Linked DNA regions of Oryzias latipes: region 2 is linked to region 1. Evidence: chromatin contacts called from public Hi-C data. All regions are on one chromosome and are shown on one strand. Each heading gives the region's core, a stretch centred on a gene start, on an enhancer-like site or on the middle of the called end of the contact. The rest is flanking DNA. Distances are from core to core; before and after follow the strand shown.

Evidence for each region. Hi-C and Micro-C count contacts between places; a contact is called where the count stands out from the background.
Region 2: a contact with region 1 is called in a Hi-C map of fibroblasts, with 2.1 times the contacts expected there. The contact joins two enhancer-like sites. A contact is called at or near these places in 3 of 5 Hi-C or Micro-C datasets (embryo and fibroblasts).

The regions. Positions count from the first base shown.
Region 1 is chr18:4,696,455-4,700,568 of ASM223467v1, forward strand. It overlaps stk26 (serine/threonine-protein kinase 26), which reads right to left. Exons shown (of 13, transcript XR_002292346.2): 6 at 1,982-2,139. Among protein-coding and RNA genes, the nearest start is that of stk26, 23 kb to the right of the region's middle. Within about 2 kb of position 1,942, at least 5 of the 8 cell types and tissues checked have an H3K27ac peak or open chromatin away from gene starts, as enhancers often do.
Region 2 is chr18:4,790,405-4,794,518 of ASM223467v1, forward strand. LOC101174778 (zinc finger protein 638) reads right to left here. Exons shown (of 20, transcript XM_011487289.3): 11 at 3,019-3,809; 12 at 2,767-2,918; 13 at 2,576-2,617; 14 at 1-2,465. Among protein-coding and RNA genes, the nearest start is that of LOC105356397, 11 kb to the left of the region's middle. Within about 2 kb of position 1,952, at least 2 of the 8 cell types and tissues checked have an H3K27ac peak or open chromatin away from gene starts, as enhancers often do.

The DNA.
Region 1 (4,114 bases), core at 692-3,191:
GACGTTATCCCGTTCCCCGTGGACAACAATCCGCTTGTCGTCTGGATTTTCTACCAAAAACTAAAACAGGAAAGAAAGGAAGAACAGATCAGAATAAAATAAAATAATAACAAAATAACAATAATAATAATAAAACGGCAAACAAAAGAGGCTCGAAAGTCAAAGAAAAAATGAAATTATGTTTGTGATCAATGAGTCTATAAAAGATCACAAATGATTAAAACACTGAGAATGCACAGTTAAATCAGGACACTTGAACATTTAGCACACCATAGCTTCCTGTTTGAAGCTGGTTTGAAAACATTCAAGCTGCCAGTTCACCAGCTAAATGCTGGGTTGCTTGTTACACAATAAAGATGGCTCCAATTCAAGATGACAAAAATGGCTCCACTTTACAACAAAAATGGTCTTTTTATCTCGTTGACATCAATTAAAAGGAAGCTTTTAACTTACTTTATAATAAAAATGAGTGTTTACTAAAAACAAAAAAAGTATTTGCTGGTACCCCATAAAGCTGGAGCCATGTCAGTTCACCAGGTGACCACTAGGGGTTCAAAACACAAGCAAATTAGTTTGCATTCCTCAATAGAAAAGCTTCAAAAAATGTCATTATCCTCGTTCATGGCTAAATTGTTTGTCCATAACAGCCAGGTTAGTGTTTGAAATGCGGCTAAAAATACAGAGACAAAGAGCCGGCGGAGGGAATCCCAGTCAACGGGAAAAACCTGTTGCTCGCCGTCCGCCGGCGGGACGTCACCGACCGCAGGGCGGCCGTCTGCCTCATGCAAACGAACCCGGGCGCGCTCAGGGAATAACGAAACCGCCCCCAAGGCCGGAGCAACTGCAGGCTCTCCTGGTTGCCACGGCGACATGCAAACGGGGGAGGGGCAAACAAACTTTAGAGCTTCAGGACTGGGATTCTGTCGACGTTCAGCAGTGGACTGACGGGAGGAAAATGCACAGACTAGACAAGAAAATCATCTTGATTAGTTTTATTTAGAAATATTTCATAAATTGGCGTTTACGTACTATTAGCAAAAATGGACACATTTATACTATAGCAGTTATTTTATAGAAGAGAAAAAAATTGGAGTTAAAGGTTGTTTTTTTAAAGTAAAAAATCAAAAAACTTTACATAAAAAAAATAGGTCTATACCGTGTTTTCTTCAAATATTCTCTATTTTCTGAATGAGTTAAAGATGGACTAAATATTTGTACATTTGTGTTTTAATTATCAAGCAAAAAAAAATTATTCCAACATTTTCAAAAAGGTATATTTAATTTATTACCAACAGAAGGAAACTTTCTTTATAAGAGCTAAAAACAAAACCCACACATAGGCGGGGGGGAATTTCAATGAATTTCTTGGCTTGTTTTTCATCTTTTCATGTATTTTCTCAAATTATTTCACTAATAAATGTTTTTATGATCTTTTCAGCATGAGAGCTGACAAATCCCATCTAAAACACTGTGTGTTTTTTTTCATATATTATTGATTTTATGACAGCAACCTGCATGAAATCTAAATGTGAGCTGCACTTGGCCCCCCCGGGCCGGACTTTGGACATGCCTGCTCTAAAGACTCAGCCATGGTTCCACTATCAGCTCTCCAAACCGGACAAGTGTGAGCGCTCTCGCATCAAACGGGGAAGTAGCATTTGATCGTGTGTTCGCCGTGTTCTTCCTGTGTTTACGGCGGGCTCAAACTTCCCTAAATGAAGAATTGTTTGCATATTTGAAACGATTTGTGCTTTAAAAAAGAAAATGCAAATGTCTTCCTCTTTTCTGGTTCACCAATCTGTGGCACACAAATAGTTCTCAGAGAGGGAGGCCCAGTGTTTTCTGGGAAATGGAGGCTCCCTTTGTGTTAGAAACGGCCCAGATTTGCTCTTTCAGAACAAAAACAGCCCCGTGGGGGAGGGGGGGGGGGGTCAGACGGCCCCGGGGGAGGCGTTAGCCGTAAAGTAAACGGGTGCCTGACCTTTGAGTCGTAGGCAGACTGCTGGATGACTTCAGGCGCCATCCAGAACGGCGTTCCCACGAAGGTTTCCCTCTTGATCTGCGTGTCGGTCAGCTGACCTGCCACGCCGAAGTCCGCCAGCTTCACCTGACCGTGTTCGGACAGCAGGACGTTTGCAGCTGTGGACGAGACGAGACGAGGAGGATGAAAACGTTTTCACGGCAAAGAGAAAAGTCCGCAGCTCCCGTTGGATTCCAGAGGTCAGAGGTCACAGAGGCTTGTCTGGCATCTGCATTCTTATTAAGGGTTTCAGAGAGACAGAAAACCTGTGCATGTCGTCATCCAACAGAAATATTTGATCATTTTTGACCAAAAAAAAAAAATCTACAAGAAATTCAGAAATCCAAAGAGTTTCCAATAAAAAAAATGAAATAAGTTTAAGTGAAAATAATCTTTAAAGCATCATAAAACTTAACAAAGAATGTTAATAATAGATACCCTGATGTATTTGAACGCAACATTGGATTTACCGAATCAAAACAAAAACTTTTATTTTCAAAACACTGATAATTAAAGATGAAATAAAACAGTTTCCTATATTTCCAGCAGTTGTAATAACTTTCTAGACTTCCTGCTGTCCACAAAACTGCAGCAGGAAGGAAGTAGCAGGAAGTCAAAGTAAAAGCTTTGGGTTTCTTGAAGCTGTTTATGACGAGTCATGCTCTTAGAAAATCTTCATCCTCATGAGGATGATGACATTGAAATCGACATTTTCTGTGGACTTTTGAAAACAAACCTGAATATTTTGCTAATTATTAATTCCAAAACAGTGGAATCAAAAGGTTCTATTTTGTGACCAGAACTTGTTTTTAACTCCTGTTGCTTCTATGATGACTTAAAAAAAAATTAGAAATAATGTGTTTTCAACAGCTTTTAGATGAAATGCATCACTTTTTCTTGACATATTTTGAGCTTTTGAAGAGTTATGTTGTGACATCACTTCCTGTAAAGACATTTACAGCATCAGCGTCCGCGACGCTGCAGTAAGGAAATTCCTGATCGTTGGGAACCGTAAAGAAAAAGACGCCGGGATTTAAATAGAGCAGTGATGAAAGTCAGGCAAGGAAAAAATCCCTGAACTTTTCTTTGAGCGATATGGCGGGCACAGAGCGAAATTTTGGAAAAATACGTGGTCTTAGATGCATTCTGGTGCATTCTGGCAGCTAGTTATTCACTTCTTTATCAAGAAACTAAGACTAATTGGAGCATCATGATTTGTCATTCAAACCCCTAGTTTGACTCTCCATTAAGGACTTGCTGGTCCTAAAAAAGAATTTGGAAAATTGCTCAAAGTAACACAATCCTACAATCTACGCTTTTCCTTAAAGCTGCAAAACATACAATTGCTAAAATATAGTAACATCAAAGCCCCAAATGGCAAAAAGAACACCAGTAACTATGATATTCTATGAAAATAGCTCAGTTATTTATACATTATTTCTGCTTTAGAAATGACTGATGTACAACATCCACTTGCACTGTTTTCTCAAACTATAATTACATCAAAATATGGGATCTGCTTTAAACTATAATTCTATAACATAATACATCAATTCTTTAACACCAATACTAAGTAATCTGGGAAATATCAAAACAAACATACAAACTAAACTAAACATTGTAAACATTATTTTTTAAGGGAGTGCGGGTCCAAACCATCAAATACTTATAATTAATGTCAACTATACTGAACTAAATCATGGTAATTAGGAAATACAAATAAATTAGATAGAGAAATGTATTCAAAATAAAAACTGAAACTCAAAACTAAAATTGAAATTATTTCAAAATGTGGTTTTGAGATTATTTTACACAAAAAAGTATTTGACCTACACTACCTTAAAAATCTTTTTTTTCCAGCCAAGACCACTTCAATTTGTTTTTTATCGTCTTCTCACAACTGAGGTCGTGACCACGCTCAATAATGACGATGCCTGCCATTATTTTAACAGAAATTTGATCGCAAACTCTTCAGGTGTGTTTGTGAAAGTTTAGCGTGGGTCCGCCAGTTTTGGTCTCTAGGGAAGCAAGTCACGCTGACCACGTGGTGCAGACAGAGCCAATCAGACCCGTCGACGCATCCGAAAGCAACTA
Region 2 (4,114 bases), core at 702-3,201, 94 kb after region 1:
TCCAGGTTTTTAAGAGCATTTTTTGAGGTGGTTGTGTCATTGTCGGTCATTGCATCTGCTGATGCTGCATCGCCGCTCTGTGAACTTGGAGGCTCTCCGTCCGTCTGAGCGCCCGTCTTCTGAGTCATATCCTCACTGAGTTCTGTGGAAGGAACGTCAACACCTTTGATGGTCTCAGCTGACTGGAGCTGGCACTGGTATTCGGAACAAACGGCTGTGCTGTCTGCGGTTTGAATCAGGCTCCTCTTCTTTGCATCTTCCTCAACCTCCATATTGGACACTTCAGTGGGGGTTACCTCCTCTAGAAGTCCCTCATCTTCCACAGAATCTAAAATCTGATACAAAGGCTCCTCTTCCTCATTTAAAAGCAAACCTTTAGTTGTCTCAGGTTTCGTCTTCTTATCATTAGAACTTGGTGTTCCTGTACTTAAAGTTTGGTTCATGAAAGCCGGACCGTCAACCGCTTCCTCCTCAACAGAGTCAATAATCTGGAATTCATCTTCATCCTCTTCTACCTCTTTAACGGGTGACTCGACTTTCTTTGGAGCTGCTACTTGTTTCTTAGCTTTCTTGGTGTTTTTCTTTGGTCTACCTCTTCTTGGTTTTTCTTGAACTGGCGGTTGATCTTTTTGGACAACCTCCTCTTCTGGAGCCCCCAAAGTGCTGGAAGCTGTATCGTCCTCGCTTGTGTCCTTCATCACATCACCCCTCTTTTGTGTGGGAGTCCTTTCTTTTAGAGGAGCTTCATCTTCGGTCTTAGGAGTTTTTTCTTTTAGCCCCCGTGACTCTCTAGCTGGAGTACTCCTCCTCGAGGAAATATCTTCCTTTGCTTGATCCTGGTTCAATGATTTTCGTCCTCTGGTAGATCTTGTAGAGACGCTTTGTTCGTCCGTGCCTGCCTTCTTCTCAGGATCCTCTTCCTCTTTAGAACTTTTGGGGGATCCTTTCACACTTGACGTTTTCTCCTCAGTAGCTCCAGTATTACTTTTCTGATCCAGCATTTCTAAGGTTGGAACTTCCAGAACGGATTCGTCTTCAACAGAGTCCAATACCTCAAAGATCATGTACTCCGGGTCCTCCTCAATGTCCTCCTCCGTCTTTTCGTCTCTCCTTATGGATTTCTTCTTGATTTGTGTTTCAGATTTTGTAGCTTTCCTGTCCCGTTTCTTCTGCGACTCTTCTTTCTCATCTGATGATGTTTTGCTCTTTTGATCGCTCTTCCTTGTTGTGTTGTCTTCTTGACCGCCGGTACCAACCTTCTTCCTTGGTGCTTCATTAATGTCTGTCTCTGACTCTGTAGTTGTTGGCAGATCCTCGATCGCATCGAGGACATGGTACACTTCATCCTCCTCTTCTGTGGCTTCCTCCTTTGCGTTAGCTTGTTGGTGACTAAGAGTTTGGACTTCTTTGACAGGATCCAGAGGCTGCTCTTTGTCATCAGAAGTTTGCTCTGAATCTGCAGACGTTTTGGAGGACTCGTCTGTTTTGGTTTCAGCCTCCGTCAGTTTGACATTCCCTACACTCTCTATGGTAGTTGGAGTTTGGTTGCCTTCCTTGCTTAGAGCCATTTCATTTCCCGCTGTTGGTTTATCAGATTCACCAAAAACTTGAGCTCCTTTTCCTTCAGGAAGCAACGTTTGTTCTGATGATTGGTTTTCAGTCTCAGTCTTGTTTTCCATCTGAATCATTTCTAAAACTTGTAGGTCTTCAGGCATTGGAGCTTCTTTGTTGCTTGGATGGCCCACATCTTTTTGGACTTCAGGGTTCTGGTCATTCCCATAATTCCTCATTTCCTTCATGTGTTCAGCATCATCCGTCTTTGTTTTTGTGTCTTTCTTCTTTTCATCTTTGCTCGTTTCATCCTTGAAATCAGTCCTCGGACTCTGCATCTGGTGTTTAGACTCCACCTTTGAAGGTGGTTCTATTTTTGTCTCCGACTCAACAGCATTTCCAGCAGAGCTCTCTGCTGACACGCTGTGGTCAGACTCCGTCACTGCACTCTTTCCAGCTGTCGTTTCAGCTTTTGGCTTCTGGGACGTTTCTTCAGATTTTCTGGCAGCTGTTGATGAACGTGTAGTCCGACCTGCAGGAGAGGATGACTGTTTGGACGTCTTACTTGGTGGAGAATCGGACTGTGAGGAAGAGGTGGACGATGTTTTACTGGCTTTAGCAGAGATAGAAGGTTTGGAGGACTCGGATGAGTCGTTCTGATTTTTAGTTAAAGCAGACTTTGAGCTACTTGTTGTTGACTTGGATGAGGAAGTTGATGACGAACTCTTGGAGGAAGCTTTTTTGGCTGCCGATGACTCATCTTTGCTCTTCTTTTCAGTTTTATCCGTCGAGGTTTGGTGAGCATTGCTGTTGTCCACATCTCCTACGATTTCATCAAGGGTGACAAAGTCTTCGATGTTGAAATTCTGCTCATCAAAAAAGGAAGAGGAAAGCCCCTCCCCTTCACCATCAACCTGGAAAACAAGAGAAAAAGGTCAAATAAAACTTCACTTTGATGAGATTGTTGTACTTTAAGAGAATAAAAATGAACCATGGTTTCTAACGAAAAAAAGTTTGTCTTTACCGTTTCCTGCTTTTTATCTTTCTTATTTTCAGAGCTTTTATTCTGAAAGTTAAGAGAAAACCACAAAAACTTTAATGCTTGACAAATACGATAAATTACACTTGTTTCCAAAAAGAGATTTGATGGTTTCCGTCAGAAAAAATATTGTGTTTTTTTCTTTTTGCATGACAGCAGAATCAGGCAGAAATCACCTTTTTGTGTTCGCGCAGTACTGCGGTGAAAGCCTTGTACACGTTCTCATCGATTTTAGGAATCTTGTCTTCAAACATCAGTGAACTTGTGGACGCAGCAGCAGAGGTGGTTCGTGTTTCCACAGACGTTTTGGGTGCCGCCTCTTTCTTTCCTACAAACAAAGCATGTTCAGAGGAGAAAGTTTCGTGAGTACAGACAAAGGTGTCAGTTTTCCTAAACGTATGAAATTGTATTGAACGTCTTCAACAAACCTTCAGCATCAGTCTGCTTTGGTTCCACTTTAGAACTCTCATGTGAAGCCTCAGTTTCCATTCCTTTAGGTGGATCTGATCTTTGATGGAGCTCTTTAGAACCTTTGTCTGGTGTGGGAGGCTCATCCGGTGTGGTTTTCTCTGTGGTTTGGGGGGGAGGAGTCCCAAAGCCTTTAACCTCTTTGATACCAGGAGGCACTTCGACCTCCATGGGTTCTTCTTGTTTCACTTCGTGAGGCTTCAAAGGATTATTAATGATTAGGATCTGGACAGCTTCAGACTTTATAGTCTGGGCATCACCTGAAGGACTTCCTGCAGCTTCAGTCTCAGTTTTCTGTGTTTCTTCCACCGTCTTCTCTGCTCCAGCAGAGCCCTGAGATGCAGGTTTAAGCGTCTGTGGAGTTTTGGCTGAGGCCTTTGCATCAGCATCAGCAGTTTTGCATGCAGATGCTTTGGGCGCGGTCTTCGTTACGGGTTTGGTAACTTTTCCGGTCTTTTTCTGCACAACAGTCGGTTTAGCTTTACTAGTTTGTGTCTTTGCTAGAACCTTGGTCTTTTTTGGTCCTGGCGGCTCTGGAGCGTGTTCCTTGGCTTTGGTCGTCTTTTTAGCTGAATTTTTTGTCTTTACCGTTTTCGCAGTCTTACTGGTGGAGGCAGCGTTAGCTTTAGAAACCGTGACTTTAGCTTTGGCCGCAGGCTTTGCTGTTGTGGGTTTTTTGCCTTCGGATGCAGCAGCAGGCCCTCTTTCTTTTCCAGTTTGGGCTGTACGGCCACTGGATGATGCAGATTTACTGTAAGGTAGAGAGTTGGATGAGATTGTGGTGGAGAAATGTTAATCAAATGTTCACTCAGTCTCTAGAATCGCTCCAGGTGGATGTTAGTGTCCACCTGGACACTAACGAGAATATGCACAAGTAAAATGGATGTCTATAAATGTAAATAACCTCATCAACAACAAAGAATTCATCCTTTAAATCAGTGGTCTCCAACCTTCTTCAGGCTATGGACTGGTTTAATGTCAGACTATATTTTCACGGACCGGGCTGCGGTTTGCTTTTTTTCTTAAGGACTCTAGATGTTATGTAGAAATCATTAA